Linked DNA regions of Mus musculus: regions 1, 2, 4 and 5 are each linked to region 3. A link is a contact called in public Hi-C and HiChIP or PLAC-seq data. All regions are on one chromosome and are shown on one strand. The core of a region is the stretch at or near the end of the contact, and the rest is flanking DNA. Distances in the headings are between cores, read along the strand shown.

Region 1 (3,565 bases), core at 283-2,782, 150 kb before region 3:
GTCAGATTCTCAGGAGCTAGACTTACAGGCAGTTGTGAACCACCTAATGTGGGTTCGGGACACTGAACCCAGGTCCTTTGCAAGCAGTAGTACATGTGCTTAACTACTGAGCCACCTATCCAGCCCTTCCTTGTTTGTATCTAACATATAAAATACATAGAGAATAAAAATTCAAAGTATATCACCAAATTCGATATTGTTAAATTCACATCACTGCTTAATCACTGTTATTTTGTGAAAATTTTCTAGGTACCCAGGGCATCGGCTATCACCCCTGGTTTTCTATGACATCAAGATCATTATCAGGACTTTTTATTTCCTTTGAAATAATTAGTGTTGATAATACAGAGCACAGAATAAGGAGCTGAGGAGGGTCTTGCAGTCACTGAGAAACTGTCACACTACACTAGAAACCCCAGGTGAAGTTTAGCCTGTCACTTACCTATCCAGATAGTGGATGAAGTGCTATCTCTCGCTTATAAAGTAAGCTCACTGCAACCTTGCCTGCCTGTGCATTCCTTTATGTACCATCTGTGTTTCTGTAGCAGTGATGGGGCTGGAGAGCTGGGATGTAAGCTACATTGTCATCGAAGCTGAAATCTTTCCTATCTGGCCACAATTTATGTTTTCTGGGCTTAGGCCATCTCCCCTATCTTACAGCTTGTTATTGCCTGGAGGTGGGGGGTGCGATTTGTGTGTCAGCTACACTACATCTGTTGCATTTCCTGAAGAAGCAATTATCAAACCTTCCAAAGATGAAAACAGTCTTAATCTAACCTGGCTATTTCTACAGAAATATATAACCAAATTCGGCAGTAGTGTCTTAAGAGACCCGTCCAACGTTTGTGTGTGAGCATCAGTGGGGTTCTGTATTAAGGCAGACGTGCCGACTGCCTTCCCCAGGCCAAGCCCTGCACTGGTCTCTGTGCCGATTGCCTTCCCCAGGCCAAGCCCTGCACTGGTCTCTGTGTATTAAGGCAGACGTGCCGACTGCCTTCCCCAGGCCAAGCCCTGCACTGGTCTCTGTGTATTAAGGCAGACGTGCCGACTGCCTTCCCCAGGCCAAGCCCTGCACTGGTCTCTGTGCAGCCCTTGTCCCCACAGAACGTAAAGTCTACAGGAGAGACAGATAATAAGCACATGTGATCATTTTATGTATTTAAACAGGAACTCTCAAGAGGAGCAGAATATGGTTCTGTGAGAATGACGGTGGCTGGCAGGAGGCAGGGACTTGAAGGCTAAGAATAGAGAAATCCTATGAGAGGAGAGGGGACATCAGGGTGTTTGATGTATACAAGCTAGACAAGATCCTATTCTTTACCACTAACCTTTGAGGAGAGAAGGCTCATAACGCACAGCTCATCTGAGACAGCCTCACTACCGGATGTACACACCTAGGCCAGAAGGCTGTGAGTGGGGTGGTGGAAATCCTTTCAAGCTAAAGTCACCCAGGAAGCTGTCACAGGAAGCCTCTCCTGGGGTTTCTGTCTGATTACATAGGGCAGGAAGCTAGTCATTATCCTGACTCATCTGTAGCTTATGGACTCCATCAGGTTGTAACTGTTGCCATAGTTACCTCTGTACTCATGGAACCTGGCAGGATCTGGGCTAGAGCCATTTATGTGAATGCACCAACTCCAGCCAAAGATACGGAATGCTACAGGAACCAAATAACAAAGGGAATGTGCCATCTTCCTCTACATATAAACATGTCTGTCTATGAAAATCTGTTAAATTTAGACATTAGTTTGCAAGGTGAATAATACTTATAAAAGTAAAAGCATCTTTCCTGCAAAGACAGCTAGATTTAGGTAAAAAGTGAAATTGAATTCCACAGAAGTTTCAACAAACTTACAGGCTTCTTGAAGGAACTTCTCTCTCACGCTGTCCGAAGTACAGTTTTTACATGTTTTGATTGCAACAGCCAAAGCTGGATTCTCCTGTGTCAGGGAAATTACAGAATCACTCATACATGCAAAAAGGTTCTCCATATTAGTCAACACACACACACACACACACACACACACACAGAGTTTTGTAACTGTGGACTTGTGGTCAGACAGAACTGGAACTATAAAATCAGAGTTAAGAATATTCTGTATGAAATTCCAGAGTAAAATGGATACACATGTGAAATGCCACAGGCAAGTCACTTATGCATGTACCAGATGCTGAGTATATGCAATATGGTAGGTGCTATCCTGGGTTCTTGGGGCACACAAGTGAACAAACTGCTTTTAAAGGTTGGCTGGCATTCCAGTGCAAAACACCAATGATAAAGTCAGTTATTTCACAATATATTAGAACAGCATTTTAGAAGACAGGAGTAGATCAGGCAGAACATGGGAGACCAAGGGGTGTCAGCTACACGAGGAACACTTCACTGAGCAGATGAGAGGAAGACAAAGCTTCCAAGAAGAGGGAGCCAGTCATAGTAAAGTGGGGAAGTTACATGCTGTTGAAGAAATGGTGAACATGGAAGCTCAAAGGATTTGGGGATGGGGGTGATGTAGCAAGACTGTAAGAGCAGAGTGTGTAAAGGTAGAAATACTGAGACGGGAACCTAGGAGCCAGAAAAAGAGGGGAGGAGATGTATGCATTTCTAAGTTAATATAAAGACTTGGTTTTCATTTCAGGAGGATGAGAGCTTGGGTGTGGTCAGGGCAGTTGAACCCATTGTCTAGGATAGTCTCAAATTAGCAGCAATCTTCCTGAAGCAGCCTTTCCATACTGAGAATGTAAACATGAGCCACCATGCCTAACTGAACCTATAGCTCTGACCATTTGGGTGTGGAAAGGACACTCTAGCTCCATCTGCTGCTGAGAGATGATATATAAAGTCAAGTCAAGCATGGAGAGTGGTATAGGTGGTTACCGCTAGAACCTGGACAACAAGCTATGGTTGCCTGGGTAGTGAGCAGCAGTGGAGGTGGGAGAAGGGCTGGGCATGTGGATTTTTTTTCCTCAAGGTTCAGCAAAGGTGTCTCTTGGTTTGCTAGGAGAGAGTGAATTCAGGTTTTGACCAGAGGAACTAATAATGTGGAAGGAGAAATGAGAAGTTGAAGGTCTCTAAATATGATAAGCAAGGACACTGTTGAGATAGCTGGGGGCACCAGAGGCATTAAGACAGTCTGATCCTTGGGACTGTGGATCATCAGAAGAGTCAGTAGGTTCAGGACTATGCTTTGCAGCTCCACAGAAATAAAAAGTCAGAGAAAAAAAGAGAAAATGGTGAAGGAGACTAGAAAAGTATGAGCCACAGAACAGGAGAAAACCCAAGAAGATGTGTAGTTCTAAAAGCCAGAGTTTGTCTTCAATAAGTTCAAAGGATGAAGCTTAAAAGATAAAAGGAACATGAAAAAAGAAATGCTCTGTGGTTCTGAGTGAATCAAGGGCACAGTATGGATGAACATGGGCAGACATTATATTTGTCAAAACCATTATTCACCTTACTTTATCTTATGCCTCACATTCTGTCACTAAGCAAAGAAGAAAAGAGCAAGAAAGCGAAGTGGATCTGTCAGGGCTTTATAAAGGCTTAGCAAATGTCAAGTCACCCCATTCC
Region 2 (3,629 bases), core at 251-2,750, 230 kb after region 3:
GACCCAGACAAGACTCACCTCTGGGTCACATCTCATTAGGTGTCCAGTCAGCAAGATGGCAGATGCAGGAAGGGAGGATTCTGTCTATTGTTGTAAGGTGTCTTTCCTTCCCTGCCCATCTCTGTGCCTTGACCCATGAGGAAATGAGGGCCCTTTCAATAAGGATGTCTGCACTGCACCCTGCGTTAATCAAGACAGCTACCAACTGGTGGTCTTCCCTGAACTGCTCCTCAGCCTGTGCTAAGAGAGAGGAGACTCCCGCCTCTGGAGTGCATAGCAAACCTGCTGGACCACAGCAGAGGGGAGGACAACGCTTGGCAAAACCCAAGAAGTACTCAGCAGAAAAGGAGATGGACTTAACCCACTCATATCTACCCACACCCTGCCCTTAGTCTTCTGTACTTTGGGCACTGGTATGATCCCATTTCATAGACAGAGAAGGTAAATGGGGGCGGGGGTACGTCTAATCTGAGTATCCTCTCTGCTTGCAGGAACTGCTGAAGATTGAGGGCAGGATGGCCCCAAGGGAAAACTGATGGAGGCTGTTGAGAGGTACGGATGCCTACGTGCATCTAGGGCACACTCCTGAGGGCCTGTCCCATCTGCCCTTCCACAGACCCTCCTCTGACTCTTCAGGACGACTGTCCTGATACCCTTTGAACTCTCCTGGGGGAAACGTCTGGCTTCTCTGCAGCGGGGAAAGCTTCAGATTGATAAGCGATAACCTTGGACTTGTGGGTTCCCGGGAGGGGAGGGAGGTGAAGCACATTGAAGCCCTGCGTAAATTAGGATGGCTCAGATTGTACTATGATTAAAATTCAATAAAGAACTGGGTGTGGAGATCCACGCCTGTAATCCCGGCCCCCGGAGGCTAAAGCTGAGGCTGCAGGATCGAGAGTAGGAGGCCAGTCTGGGCCACAGAGTGAGACTCTGTCACGAAACAGACAACTAAACAAAACAACAACAACAATAAGAACAACAGTAGCAACAAGCACACCCACTTATTAATTGAGGCCCCTTGCTACCTTGCCAGATCCCTTTACATCCGAAGGTAAGTTCACTCAGAGTACTGTTGCCTGCTTCTGAGCATGGGACAGGTGGTTCTGAAGAGGGCAGAGAGAGAAGGCATAGGCTGTGACCTGACTACACAGTCCCTGGGTAAGCACCTTTGCTCATACAACTGTTTGCTCTCATTTGTTTTGAGACAGGGATTCTCACAGCCCAGAAGGCCTCAAACTCACTAGGTAAACCAGGATTGGCATCAAATTCTTGATACTCCAGACTCTGTTTCCAGAGTGCCAAGATCATAGCAGACATGTACTACCATGCCCAGTCCAAGCTTAAAAAAAAAAAAGTGAACACCTTAAAAAATTCCTATTTTCCAGTTCCCCATTGTCTCAATTAGCATGCTAATTTAACTGCCAAAGATTTTGAACAACCCCTGTGAGCCACGCCCCTTTCTCTGCTCCAGGGCTAAATAGTTCAGCTCCATCCAGTATGCTCTAAAACCCTCACCCCAGCTAGCCTTGTTTAAGTGCCCTTCAAAGCATGTACCCTGGAGAAGCATCCCCCCTCTCTGCTTCCCCCCTGCTATAAGCCCCATCTGGAATGAAGTGGGTGGGAACCCCACGGAGTGGGGCAACTCCCTAAGAAGAGAGTGAGTGAGCCTAGACTCTGAGGCCAAGATCTCCCTCCAGCAAGGTAAAGACCTCTAGCCTCCCACAAGCCCTGAACGTGCAGGTCAGAGGTCCAGGGGTCTTGGCAATAAGGAACCTCAAAAAAAAAAAAAAAAAAAAAAAAAAAAAAAACCTCAGTCTTGGGCAGAGCTAGGTCAGTCAGGACTTTAGGCTCCAGAATTGGCCACAAAGCAGAGATTACTGAAATCCTTAGGAGTCCACAAATCTTTCCAAGGTCATGGGGCCATTTGGGACCAAATGACATGAGTATAGTCACATAATTTCCAGGGTGATCCCCAGGTCGTATGGATACCTGGGGAATCACATGACTTCTCGTGGAAGTTTGAATTCCTTCCACTGCCTCTGCATGCCAGACGAGTCCTTCCCTAAGCCGTCTTCTCCATCTGTGAAGTGAGAAGAAAATGTCCCCATAGCTCCAGCTCTGCAGTGAGGACACCAGGAAAGGATGATGAAGGACGGTCCCATTGAGGCCCAGGGAAGTTCAGGACAGCATCAGCATCAGACGGTCCCTCAGATAAAGCAGACTTGATAGTGAGTGTCTGTGGGTCCATGAAAGTTTGAGGCTAGCTTGGGCTACATCGTGAAAAATGTGATAAAAAAAAACAATTGACAGCAACAAAAAGATGTTCATTGTGCTGTTTAATTATAATCCTAGGGGAGGTGGAAGCAGGAGAATTAAGGACTCAGGTGTCAGCCAGATAGTCAGGAGGCAAAGGCAGGCAGATGTCTAGTTCTAGAACAGCCGGGGCTACACAGAGAATATCTGTCTCAAAAAAAAAAACAACCGATCAACCAACCAACCAACCAACCAAACAACCAACCAAACAACCAAACAACCAACCAACCAACAGCTTAGGCCCTGTGTGATCAAAGCCACCTTACAAGCCAGGCATGGTGAGCCAGCGGCACAGGTCCATCATCCCAGCACTCAGAGGCAGGAGCAGGATCATGAGTTCAAGGGTAGGATACCATCTCCAACCACAAACAAGCTGCCTTAAGCACATAGCAATCCAGTGCTGTTGGTGCCCCTCTGTAGAAGAGGAAACAGGAACCGAATATCAGGCCTGGGGTCAGACAGTGGGTAAGTGGCCGAGCAAGGATCTGAACCCAGGAAGGCTGTCTAGCTTTTGCAAGCAGCTTCCAGGCCTATAGGGAAAGGGGTGGGGGTGGGAGGGAGTGTAGCACAGCACCACATATCTAGGTCACCCTGTCAAGAGGAGCAGGAGCAAGGGAAGAGTCTGGCCTCAGAAGCTGCAGCCATGAACCAAATGACCAGGGTGACCTGGAGAGGAGGCAGGGAGCCAGCCGCCCACAGCAGGTGACAGGGTGAGGCACCTGGCACAGCTCTAAGAATGAAGGGTGAAGACAGGTTATGTATGGGACCGCCCCACTGGCTGGCATCAACAAGGCACTGCAGTCTCCAGGGTGCTCCTCCCTATGGGGTCACAGCCCTCAGCCAGGAATCCATCTCTTAGGACAAGACCTCGCATCACTTGGAGCTGTCTCTCCTCCCTCTCACCTTTGTGATCAAAACCTCCTGACCCTTGCTTTTCTTGGGCCAGACTGCCCGGTGTGCCACCCCTCCAGACAGCCTTCACAGGTCACTGTAGCTCACAGTAATTCCTGCCTCCCTCAGCGTTCAGCCGACAGAAAGCTGAGAACCAGTGATCTGACTCGGTGGATAAAGGCACTTCTCACCAAGCTTGACAACCCGAGTGTGATAGTGAGAGGAAAGAATTGATTCCCTAAAGTTGTCCTCTGTGTGTTTACATTTTACACACACACACACACACACACACACACACACACACACACACACACACACAGAGCGCAGATAGATAGATAGATAGATAGATAGATAGATAGATAGATAGATAGATAGATAGGTAGATAGATAGATGATAAATGGATGGATGGGTGGGTGGGTAGATA
Region 3 (3,297 bases), core at 79-2,578:
CAGCCACAAATATAAAACTAAATTCATAATAATACTGGGAACCATGTCCACGTTCCTTAAAGTTTCCTGTTAGGACTGGGGGCGTGGCTTTGTGGACCAGCACGAACCGCGTGGGAAGCCCTGGTGTTTCATACCCAGGAAAAAAAAAAAAAAGTTCACGTTTAAATACTACACGAAACTCAACAGTATCACTGAGTGGAAATATTATCTATAGTGTATCTCCACAAAAATTCGGAGAATGCTAATGTTAGATGAACTAGCTCTTTTTATGTCTGCATTCACAATACTTCTGTCCCAGGTCACTGTTCAGAGACCTGTCTTTGAAAGGAGACTTTTCATTCCTCAGTTTATAAATACACACACACACAGTGAGGCGCTGCTATTTCACTTCAAGTAGTAATAACCCATTACCACAACCATGATAAAGCTTCCATTCTAAGTAGAAATGCCAGCGCTGGTCAGATTTAAAACGAACCCGCAAACTCTTGCAGTGCCTTCAGCTCCAACCTATTTCAACCAGTTCCCATAATCATTACAGTATTGCTATTATCTTGGTCCCACTGCCAAACACCCAGCTGCAGTCTAACTATGCAAGAATGAGACACTGTTGAAATGGCTTTCAAAAAGCAACTTTCTCCTCGGCGCATTTCTCCGCAAAAAAAAAATTAAAATAAAATAAAATAAACCTTACAATTAAACGACACAAGTGCGCACACAGACACGATCGCTCCTCCGAGCGGTGCCACAAAAGCAGCCGGCGAGGACCGGCGGGGACAGGCAGCGCGCCGTGGCGGGGCTGGGTCGGGGCGGAGGGAACTTGGACAGCACAATGACTCCGGGGTTCGTGCGGTCGCACTGGAAGCCCCGCGCCGGCCACCCCGCGGCTGCTCAGCACTCCGCCTGCCACCTCTTTTGTTTTTCGGCTTTCGGGCCTCCCGGTCCCCGCCGCGCCCGCCCCGCCGTCCCGGACCCCGCGGCCTCTCGCGCCCCAGCCCCGCGGCCTCCTCAGCCCTCGGGGCCCGGCCTGACGAGGAGCGAGGCCGGGGCGCGGTGGGGGCCGTGTCCGCCGAAGCCCGCACCGCGGCCCGCGCCGCCCAACGCCCTGAGCCCGCGCCTCCGCGGCCGCGGCCCGAGCCCCGCACTCACCGGCCACCACTGGGCGCGCGAGGCTGAGGCAGATAGAAGGCAGCGGGGCGGCGCCGGCACCGGCAGCCGTGCTCTCTCCCACGCGCACGCCGGGCGCACGGCGGTCCGGCCGGCGGCGGTAGCGGTGACGGCGGGCTCGCGCCCTCGGGCCGTGCTGAGTCGGCGCGGGCCCGCGCGTGCGCCGTGGCTGGGGAGCGCGCGCCCACACCTCGCGGCGCGCAATGCCTCACCTCAGCGCAGAGCTCTACGCCTGCGCAGTGCGGACCGCGCCTGCGCAGAGCAGTCCGGCGCGCCCGGCTCCTAGTAAAGTGTATCCCAGCTGTGCGGGCGTGGCGTCGTCCGCGGATAGCGCTGTTCCGGGATGACGAGGTGGCCCCTGTGGCCGCCCCAGGGTCTGCGGACTAGGCCTGGGTCCCTCACGGTCACAGGAGATCCTTAGCCGCACACACGCCGGCCCTGATCTTCTCCAGGCTTCACCGCTTCAATAGAGGTTCATGGGCTTTCTGTAGATGGGGAAACTGAGGCACAGAGAGTATTTTAATGGATCTCTGAAGACGGTCCGAAAGATCGTTTAGGAGTGCCTGGGGCCACTCACATTCCAGCCCCTTCCCGCAGCCCCTGTAGATCTTAAGACTGGGGAAGCCTTTCGGGGACACTGGGTGGACAGGAGGGCCAGAACGGGAGAGCCACTGTGGATGGCTGCTGGCTTAAGAGCCAGTTCCAGCGCGGAACTTACCACGAAACGTGAGACTGGGGGGACACCTTTGCCTGAATCAAGCAGGTGGCCCTGTCCTTCCGAGCCGTGCCTAGTTTCCCTGAGTTTGTTTTTGTGCAGCAACCCTACGGAGAGTCTTAAGCAGGAAGTGGTGACTGATTTGTGATCTCTGAAAAAAAAAAAGGAAAAAAATCACTGGCATCCTTGCGGTAGGAAATGAAACCAGAAGCGGGGAACTTTCATTTTTAATGGTGTCATTTTGATCTTCGACCACAAGCCAACGAGCAAGCAGGACAGGCAGTGAAAGGTGAACACAGAACCACCAACCACTACATACCTGGGAGCTGTAATTTACTCAGGTATAATAAAACGCTTTGAGTTGTCGAGATTTTGCCATATTTTAGTGTTTCTTTTTTATTGTTTTTTTTAATGAAGTGTATTAAACTTGGATTTGAACTAGTAGTGGTGGTTATGTTTGGGGGTTTTTTTTTCTCTCCCAGATTTATTTATTTTATTGTACTTGTGTGTTTTCCTTGAATGTATATATGGGTATCACACACATGCCTGGTGCACGTGGAGGTCAGAAGAGGGTATTGGATCTCTTCTGAAATTAGAGATAGTCGTGAGCCAGCCACCATGTTGGTGTGGGAATAGAATCTAGGACCTTTCCAAAGACAAGTGCTCTTAACCACTGAGGGATCCCTCTAGCTCTAGTTTTATTTTGTTTCGTTCTTGTTTGTTTGTTTGTTTGTTTGAGATATAGTTTCATGTAGCCCAGGCTGTACTAAAACTTTCTGTGTAGCTGAGGATAGCCTTGAACTCCAGCTCTTTCTACTTCCATCTTCTGGTGCTGGGATTACAGATTATGTCACAATAGCCAACCTATAGTGTTTTTCTGCACTTAAAATTAGAAGGGATTATGTCTCTGTGTCACCTCTAGCACTTTTTCTTCGGCCCCATGTTAGTTGTCACTTCGGTAATGTCAGCTGACTACTTTGAAACCCGAGCCACCCATTGCCCTGCTGAGTGTGCTCCCATCTAGGCTCCTTGCCTGCTTACCCTGTTGTCTCCAAACCTATTGTTCAGAACAGTTCAACACTGCTCTTGTCCGTCTCTCGATTGTCTCTGCTCTGGACTTCTAGATTCATAGAACAGGGACTTTGTTTTGTTCCCCAGGCAGTCCCTGGCACACAGTAAATATTTGTTGAGTGGGTGAATGAAGCTTTGCATGGTGTAAAATGAGAGATTATTATTTAAAGTATCAGAAGGATAGGGGGGAGGGGCTTGGAGTGGTGACACAAAAGGGGGTTTGCATCAAAAATGGCTTTGTGAGGAGAGGTAGCACTCTGCAGTGGACTGAAAAGGGTCACCGAGTCTTTGACAGGCCTCCCAACAGGAGGCAGAATCTGAGTTTTCACCCCTTGAATCTGCACAAG
Region 4 (3,474 bases), core at 123-2,622, 240 kb before region 3:
CACTGTCCAGCGTCTTCAAGAAAGACCCACTGTGGCAAGCTGAAGGGATCAATCAACACGCGAAATTGACGAAAGCCTGGCCTCGTCCCCGAGGAAGTCACTAGAAATTGACACATTGGGAAAACGTACAAATTTGGAGCTAAGATTTGCTGGGTTCCTCCACAGCGCTGAGCTGGGGGGTGGGGGTGGGGGGGGGGTTCCCAATCTGGCAGGAGGCTGCCGCTGGCCATTTCGCAGGGACCTCCAGGCCCCAACATCTGTCCCTAGGACCCGGGCACCTCCCAAGCGCAAGGTTAAAAGGGTCTTCAAATCGTTGGGAAGCCTTTTAACGCATTTACAAGTTGGTCAGTGGGCATTCGAGGAGCCCTGTGACATCAGGAGCGGAGGCGCACTAGGCTCCGGAGCAGGCACCATAGGGAACCCGGGAGGATCTGGGAGGCTTCCAGACCCCACAGTGAAGAAGTCTGGGGAGGCCCCAGGGCCGAACCACTAGGTCAGGTGGGCAGCAGGGAGGGCCCGCGGGCGCCAAGTACAGCCTGGCGGACAAAGGGGTGCAGGCTGAGCCCGAGCAAGCGGCGGGGCAGCCGGGAAATGGAGCCACGTGCCTGGCGGGAGAAGGCGAAAAAGCCTCCCCAACACTTGTTTTCTCAACCCCGCGAGTAAACCGCCCTCCGCTCGGCTCCAGGAGCGGGGTGGGGAAATGCGTCCGTGTTTTTAAGTTTTCTGGAACTTTTCCAGAGAAACGGGCACGCTGGTGGGAAAGGGGTGCCACGGCGGCCACCCGCTCCGCTAGGAAATCGCAGGGCGATTAGCACTTGAATGGGGAGGGCGGCTGCCCGGCGTGAAACTGCGTCCAAGCGACCGATCGCGGTCCCGGGGCCCCGTGGTTCGGTTCCCGACCCGTCCAGCTCCCCGCCCCAGGCCCGCCGTGCTGGGCCCCACAGCTATGCGCTCGGGAACGGCGGGAGGAGCGCTGCGGGAGGACGGAGACCCGTTGCAGGCCGAGCCTGGGCCCCCGCACACGTCCCGGTGGCGCTGCTCGGGTGCACTGGGCCTCCCGGCCCCGAGGCCCTGCCCGGCCGCCCCGAGGCTACGCCGCGGCCCCACAGGCCCCGCCGCCCTCGCCTGCCCCGCCCGCCAACCGCCAACCGCCGCGGCACGAGTGCCGGGCGCCGCGCGGACTCACCGGGGCCGGCTCCCGAGTACATGGTGGCGTTGCCGAGGGCCGCGGCCGAGGGCCGGCCGCGCGCTCCACGGGCCCCGACGCCGCGAGCCGCGAGGAGCCGCCGGCCGCTCGATCCGCCCCGGCGCGGCCGCCTCGCAGAACAGGTTTACCCGACGCGGCCGGGGCGGCGGGCGGAGGCGGCGGGAGCGGAGGGGGAGGGGAGCGGGAGGAGGGAGGGGAGGAGGAGGGGCGAGAGGGACGACGAGGGAGGGGACGGCGGGGAGGGAGGGAAGGAGGGGACAGCGGGGAGGGAGGAGGCGGGGAGGAGGGAAGGTGGCAGGGAGAGAGGGGGGCAGGGGAGGAGGCTGGAGGCGGCGCGCGCCGGCGGGATGGGGGGGGGGGGACTCGCTGTGGCGGCCCCCCGCGTGCTTGCCCTGAATGAGGGACCCCAGAAGCGACCCAGGGCACGCGAGCCGAGACCTTCCCTGCGGCCGAGCGAGGCGACGTCTGGTTTCCGGGCGCGGCCAGCCCGGCACTGCGACCAGAGTCGGAGTCCTCCCGCGCCGAGTGGCAGAGCCTCGGCCGCGTCCCGCCACGCACCCGCCCCTGCACCTCGGCCTGGCTCTTTAAGTTATTAACGAAACGGCGACGGGAAGCTAGCTCCCCACCCAGAGCTTGAACTTGGACGCGGCCAGACCCGTGCGCGTGACCACACCGCCACCTCCCGGCGCGACTCCACAACCTAGATAATCCTAGCAAAGCACCAAGGAAGCCCAGCAAGTTCAGGATTAAATTTTATCAGCTGTCAGGGAGCAGATCTGGTCGGGGCTTCCCGCTTTCTGGCCTCCGAGCCCCCAAGTTCTGCTCTGAGGCCTGCTAGACCAGCATGCTCTGTGCACGTATGTCCCTTCTTCACTTGTTGCTGGCGTGTGCTCCTAGTCCTGTCCAGCTGCCTCTGGAACCTTTCTATAGAAGAGGCGGGTGTGTCAGCTCCTGCCTCGCCCTGCAGGCTTTGCAATGTCTTCAAAGCCCATACTGAGAACCCAGGCCAAAGACAAACAGGGTCCTACTGCAGGGACCCCAGGATCGGGGTAGGCTCCATATTCTGTGTAGTGCTCAAAGATAGTCCCAGGAACAAGAAAAGCAGCTCTCCTTCCAATAAAGGAGGAGGAGGAGGAAACTAGACACAGCATTGCAGGGCTGCCATTCCAGCTAGCCAGAAGTCGAGGGAGGCGGATGGCAACCGTAAATCTAGTCTAGGATACATAGAAGAAAGACTTGCCCCCACCCCTCTCCCAAGTGATTGACACAAATGGGTAATCAATCATACCTAGCCCTTGCGGTACCAATACTTTGGTACTTTAGGGATGGAGACAGGATTTGCTGAACTCAGGAGTCATCTTGGCTCAGAACCAGTCAGGGTAACACAGAACTAATGGGGATGCGGTGAGGTGGGGGGGGGGGGGAGGTGGTGTTCGGCGGGAGGCGGTGTTAGACTTCACTCAGCAGTGGAGCACTGACGTTGGGTCTGCTCCCAGCACTGACATCCTACCCCCAAAGTCATGAAGTCGTTTTGGGGAACATGAAGTAGGTAAATTGCCAGGCATCAAGAAGCCCTGGGTTCAACGCCACCAAAAATATATATATATCTCTGCGCATGATTACACACGTGTTTCTGAGCACAGGGAAGCCTGGGTACTGTGGGCCTTGCTGCTCATCACAGGGATCACAGCGAAGATGGACACCGTGCGCGCTCCCTCTAGAGTGGAGTGAGAAAGACAGTAGAGTGTGTCTGCAGATGGGATCCAGTCAGTGTTGCTAAGTGCAGCGGTGTGCTTGGCCCTGAGCCAACAGGCCAACATCAGCCTGGCGGTGTGACTCCCATTATTGTGAGGGTTCCCATGCATCCAGCTCTGCTTCCAGAAGGCTGAGGCAGTATAGGAGTCCCTGCCTCTAAGGGAGGGAGGGAGGGAGAAGATCCCAAACAAGCAAAATTAAAGTAGCTCAGAGATGCCTAAAAACAGCTAAGTAGTAGCTACGGTGTCCGTCTAGCAGGAAGGGCCGTGTGGAGCAGCCCCTTGGATACCTGCGATTGCAGCATACCGTTCCAGGAGCCATGTTTCCCTCCGAGGCCCACAGAGCCTGCTTGACAGCGTAACACTAGGACCTGGGAGAAAAGCTGCAGGCTCTGCGGTAGGATGGAGGCTGGGAAACTTTTGTTTCCAGGCAGGATTATCTCAGGAAGGCTGGATTGTGTCTCTGCTGAGACACAACACTGCCCTCTGCTGGTGGAAGGATGCCATTGCTTC
Region 5 (3,430 bases), core at 648-3,147, 200 kb before region 3:
CAGTAGAGCTTGCTTGTCACTCATCTAACAGCCTCTCTCCACCACCCACTTGTAGCTTAAGAGGGAAGCCCTCAGGCTTGTCTGCTTCCACTTGGTGCTCTTCTGTGCTACCCATCTCCTTCCAGGCTACACATGGAAATGAATGCAATTGCAGACAGCACTCTGAAGACAGCGAGTGGCAGGAGATACTTTGGTGTTTTGTTTTGTTTTTTTTAAACCAGATTAGGATGGGACAGTGTCCACTCTGTGCCCCACCCTGTATGTTCACCCTGGGGCTCTGCACCTGTTCTTTGAATCTCCTCTTCGGATTCTTTTCAAAGCACTTAACTTCTCCTCTCCTTCTCTGTCTACTGCTTCATTAGTTTGTCTCTTTCTCCTCACTGCACCTGGCTTACTGATATGCAGTTACTCATCAGTATATGCTGAGAGTGGATGGGCCTGTGAAGAGCCTGACATAATCAGTGAAGGTGTGAGGATGGCAGCACTCAGAACCAAGAGGATCTGGTCTCAGTGAATGTGGGAGAAAGTAAAAAAGCAGCACCGCCTCGGCTTTCCACGGCTGAGTGTATAAGGGAAATGACATGAAAACCACAGAGAAAGGTAACGGAGTTAGCTCAGAATCTGGCAACTTTGATGTGCTGAGAGAACAGCTAAGAGGAGTGGGGAGGGGGAAAATGGGGGCAAGGGGAGGAGAATGTTTTGAAAACACCAGCACTAGGATATCACTACTCAGTGAGTGTAAATCAAAATTCTGAATGAATTAGTACAAAAGCCCAACCCAGGAGCTGTAAGCATGTAGGGATGTTGCAGAAGGCAATCAAGCCTCTAAGATGCTTCCACTGGACTTGGTAAGCCTTTCCAAAGCTTCTACATATGAGTAGAATGTTTAATATATACAATCATGTTTCACGGAGAACATACTTTTAAATAAAAGCAGGCAAAGAACAAAAGGCACAAGCAGGCAATTCTTTAGGAGAAAAACATATAGGGTAACAAGAACTGAAAACGAATAAAGAAAAGAAAACACAAGCTTTGGGATTGGGTCTCACATTATAGCTCCAGTTGGCCAGGAATAGCAACATGGCCTCACCCTGCTAAGTACTAGGATTATAGGTGTGTGACTTTTTTTCCCTTCCCTATACTGGGGGCTAGACCCAGCATTTTACACATGCCAGTCAAGCACTTACCACTGAGATGCAGCCCCAATCCAATTTTAAAACAAACAAACAAACAAACAAACAAACAAACAAACACAAACAAACAGGGTGACAGGCAAAGGCCTGTGATCTCAGTTAATCTGAGGGAGAAGGGTTACAACCTTAGGATCCTAAGTTACACACTGAGTAAATAGAAGGCTAGCTTGGACAATTTAGTGAGACCTTGTAACAGCAGCAGCTAAAGGCCTAACTAACAATAGAGTGTACCACACAAAAATGCACAGTGTGGCAGCTCAGTGCCAAGGAGGAACTAAGACAGTTGAGGCTCTATATAGACAGCCGGCACTTTATTCAGGCAGTTAAAGCAGGTACCTCCTCAGAGATCACAGAACTATACAGGATAAGTTAGAATTGAATTGTGAAGCTATCCCACTTCAGCAGGCCTTGCTGCTACATACAGAGGGAGACGCTTTAAGGCAGACATTATAGTCAGGGGTCTGGGCATGCGTTACTTAGTTCTGCACATGGGCTATGCACACACACTTGGAGCTACCTGGAGGCTGGAGACATCCTGCACAGAGCATGAGTTAGACTTTACCAAAAGTTACCATGTATTTCAGGATGAGGTGCAGTGTATGAAAATAATCTCAAAGAAAGAGTAAGCCTGTAGAATACAGGCACCTCTGAGCCTTCTGATGAGAATTCCCCAACTCCCACAGAGACCAGCTTGGGTCACATCTGGCTAAACTAGTCCCATGACCCCACATCAATACCCACGCTCTTCCCACTGCCTGGAATGTATTTCCTGTGCCTGTTTGCTGTGCAAATTCCAGCTTTTCTTTTAAGACTGAGTTCACACACTGTCCAGACTCTCGTGTCTGCCCAGCACCACAGGAAGCACAGAAACTCGTTTTCTTTTGACCCTGTTGACAGGTTAGCCTGGTGTCAACACAAACCTCTACTTACTGGAGCCATAGTAGCACACCTGCACTGAGACCCATTAGCAAGTCAAATAATTTCATTTTTTAAAATGCAAACAAATGTGAGTATATGGTAGGGAGGCTTTCTGGATAAAAAAAAAAAAGCTTAAGACATAAGACAAGCAACAATTGGTGTATTCTTAAATTCATTTCCAAATTGAGCACCCACATTAAGAAAATTAAATCACAACTAATACTGTTAAATTATTATTTTGTGGCATGACTTACAGGAAACTTTTTCTCTAAAGGGATATAAAGTGCAAATCCATGTGATGAGGGGCCTGACAGCTCAGCACAGTAAACCCCAGCTCCACAAAGAACCCCAGTGCTGACACGCCTACTGATCTGCATCTGCACCTCACCTCTGTGAGGAGACACAAGTCTTACTCCCAAAATCTAAGCTTGCATTTTTTAAGTTTAAATGCATGTGATATAGCAGTAAAATCTGACTGAATAGAAGACATTTTAACTTTGTTATTATCTTATCTTACTATTATTATTATTTTATCTTTATTTCTCTGTAAATGTATTTATATTTTGTGTAGAAATATTATTGGTTGACTCTGGGAGTTTAATGGAGAATTATAGAATAATAAGTGTGTCATACACTAGTTTTCTAGTTAAAAGGAATCACAATGAATTCTGAGGCACACATGGCCCCTAAGAATTAGACAAAAGGAGCCGGGTGGTGGTAGCGCACGCCTTTAATCCCAGCACTCGGGAGGCAGAGGCAGGCGGATTTCTGAGTTCGAGGCCAGCCTGGTCTACAAAGTGAGTGCCAGGACAGCCAAGGCTACACAGAGAAACCCTGTCTCGAAAAACCAAAAAAAAAAAAAAAAGAATTAGACAAAAGGATTCAGAATATGTCCTAACTGTACAGGGTGGCTGGCTATGAAAATTGAATAACTTTATACAGGAACATTATATAGAAAATGTCAATATTGTCATTGTTTACTATCCTATTACTTGATGTTAACTTTGATAAGACCATGTGTTAAGAGATGGTGCACTATCCTGAAGGGGCAGAGACTTGAAATGTGGACTATGTGCACATCTCAGGCTGAAATAGAAATAAGATACTGAGGGCTGATAATATGGCTCAGCAAGTAAAGGTACTTGCCTCCAACCCGTATTACTTGAGGACATTCCCTGGTGGCATGATTCCTCCAAATTGTACTCTGACCTCCACATGCATGCCAGGGCACACTGGAGTCCCTTTCTCACAAATAAATGTAATAATAATAATAATAAAGCAAACACTGAGAAACAGAGCCTCTCCAATGTGATCTACTT

What was found. Hi-C and Micro-C count contacts between places; a contact is called where the count stands out from the background. HiChIP or PLAC-seq counts read pairs in DNA pulled down with a chosen protein or histone mark.
Region 1: a contact with region 3 is called in a Hi-C map of Th1 cells, with 2.2 times the contacts expected there. The contact joins the enhancer-like site here to the promoter of Ptk2 in region 3. A contact is called at or near these places in 3 of 39 promoter capture datasets (the C10 cell line, cranial neural crest and liver), 2 of 484 Hi-C or Micro-C datasets (Th1 cells and cortical neurons), 2 of 115 datasets of contacts at active chromatin or transcription factors (embryonic stem cells and pancreatic cancer cells) and 1 of 9 other capture datasets (pancreatic islet).
Region 2: an H3K4me3 HiChIP or PLAC-seq map of embryonic stem cells shows a contact between it and region 3, with 5 times the contacts expected there. The contact joins the enhancer-like site here to the promoter of Ptk2 in region 3. A contact is called at or near these places in 1 of 39 promoter capture datasets (the C10 cell line), 1 of 484 Hi-C or Micro-C datasets (muscle stem cells), 2 of 115 datasets of contacts at active chromatin or transcription factors (embryonic stem cells and memory CD8 T cells) and 3 of 9 other capture datasets (adipose tissue, liver and pancreatic islet).
Region 4: a Hi-C map of muscle stem cells shows a contact between it and region 3, with 4 times the contacts expected there. The contact joins the promoter of Ago2 here to the promoter of Ptk2 in region 3. A contact is called at or near these places in 1 of 39 promoter capture datasets (embryonic stem cells), 7 of 484 Hi-C or Micro-C datasets (CD4 T cells, the G1E-ER4 cell line, embryonic stem cells and 1 more) and 4 of 115 datasets of contacts at active chromatin or transcription factors (embryonic stem cells, memory CD8 T cells and pancreatic cancer cells).
Region 5: an H3K27ac HiChIP or PLAC-seq map of embryonic stem cells shows a contact between it and region 3, with 2.5 times the contacts expected there. The contact joins the enhancer-like site here to the promoter of Ptk2 in region 3. A contact is called at or near these places in 7 of 39 promoter capture datasets (the 3T3-L1 cell line, the C10 cell line, cranial neural crest and 2 more), 4 of 115 datasets of contacts at active chromatin or transcription factors (astrocytes, embryonic stem cells and memory CD8 T cells) and 2 of 9 other capture datasets (adipose tissue and liver).

The regions. Positions count from the first base shown.
Region 1 is chr15:73,266,954-73,270,518 of GRCm38.p6, forward strand. It overlaps Ptk2 (PTK2 protein tyrosine kinase 2), which reads right to left. Exons shown (of 35, transcript NM_001358046.1): 19 at 1,856-1,940. Among named protein-coding and RNA genes, the nearest start is that of Mir151, 14 kb to the left of the region's middle. Within about 2 kb of position 1,533, at least 61 of the 459 cell types and tissues checked have an H3K27ac peak or open chromatin away from gene starts, as enhancers often do. A contact at or near this core is called in Th1 cells and pancreatic cancer cells, where this site is marked.
Region 2 is chr15:73,651,506-73,655,134 of GRCm38.p6, forward strand. No RefSeq gene overlaps it. Among named protein-coding and RNA genes, the nearest start is that of Slc45a4, 29 kb to the left of the region's middle. Within about 2 kb of position 1,501, at least 10 of the 459 cell types and tissues checked have an H3K27ac peak or open chromatin away from gene starts, as enhancers often do. A contact at or near this core is called in embryonic stem cells, where this site is marked.
Region 3 is chr15:73,421,863-73,425,159 of GRCm38.p6, forward strand. Ptk2 (PTK2 protein tyrosine kinase 2) reads right to left here and starts at 1,329. Exons shown (of 35, transcript NM_001358046.1): 1 at 1,147-1,329.
Region 4 is chr15:73,183,575-73,187,048 of GRCm38.p6, forward strand. Ago2 (argonaute RISC catalytic subunit 2) reads right to left here and starts at 1,373. Exons shown (of 19, transcript NM_153178.4): 1 at 1,187-1,373. The coding sequence starts at 1,208.
Region 5 is chr15:73,224,749-73,228,178 of GRCm38.p6, forward strand. All of the region lies in intron 28 of Ptk2 (PTK2 protein tyrosine kinase 2), which reads right to left. Among named protein-coding and RNA genes, the nearest start is that of Mir151, 28 kb to the right of the region's middle. Within about 2 kb of position 1,898, at least 33 of the 459 cell types and tissues checked have an H3K27ac peak or open chromatin away from gene starts, as enhancers often do.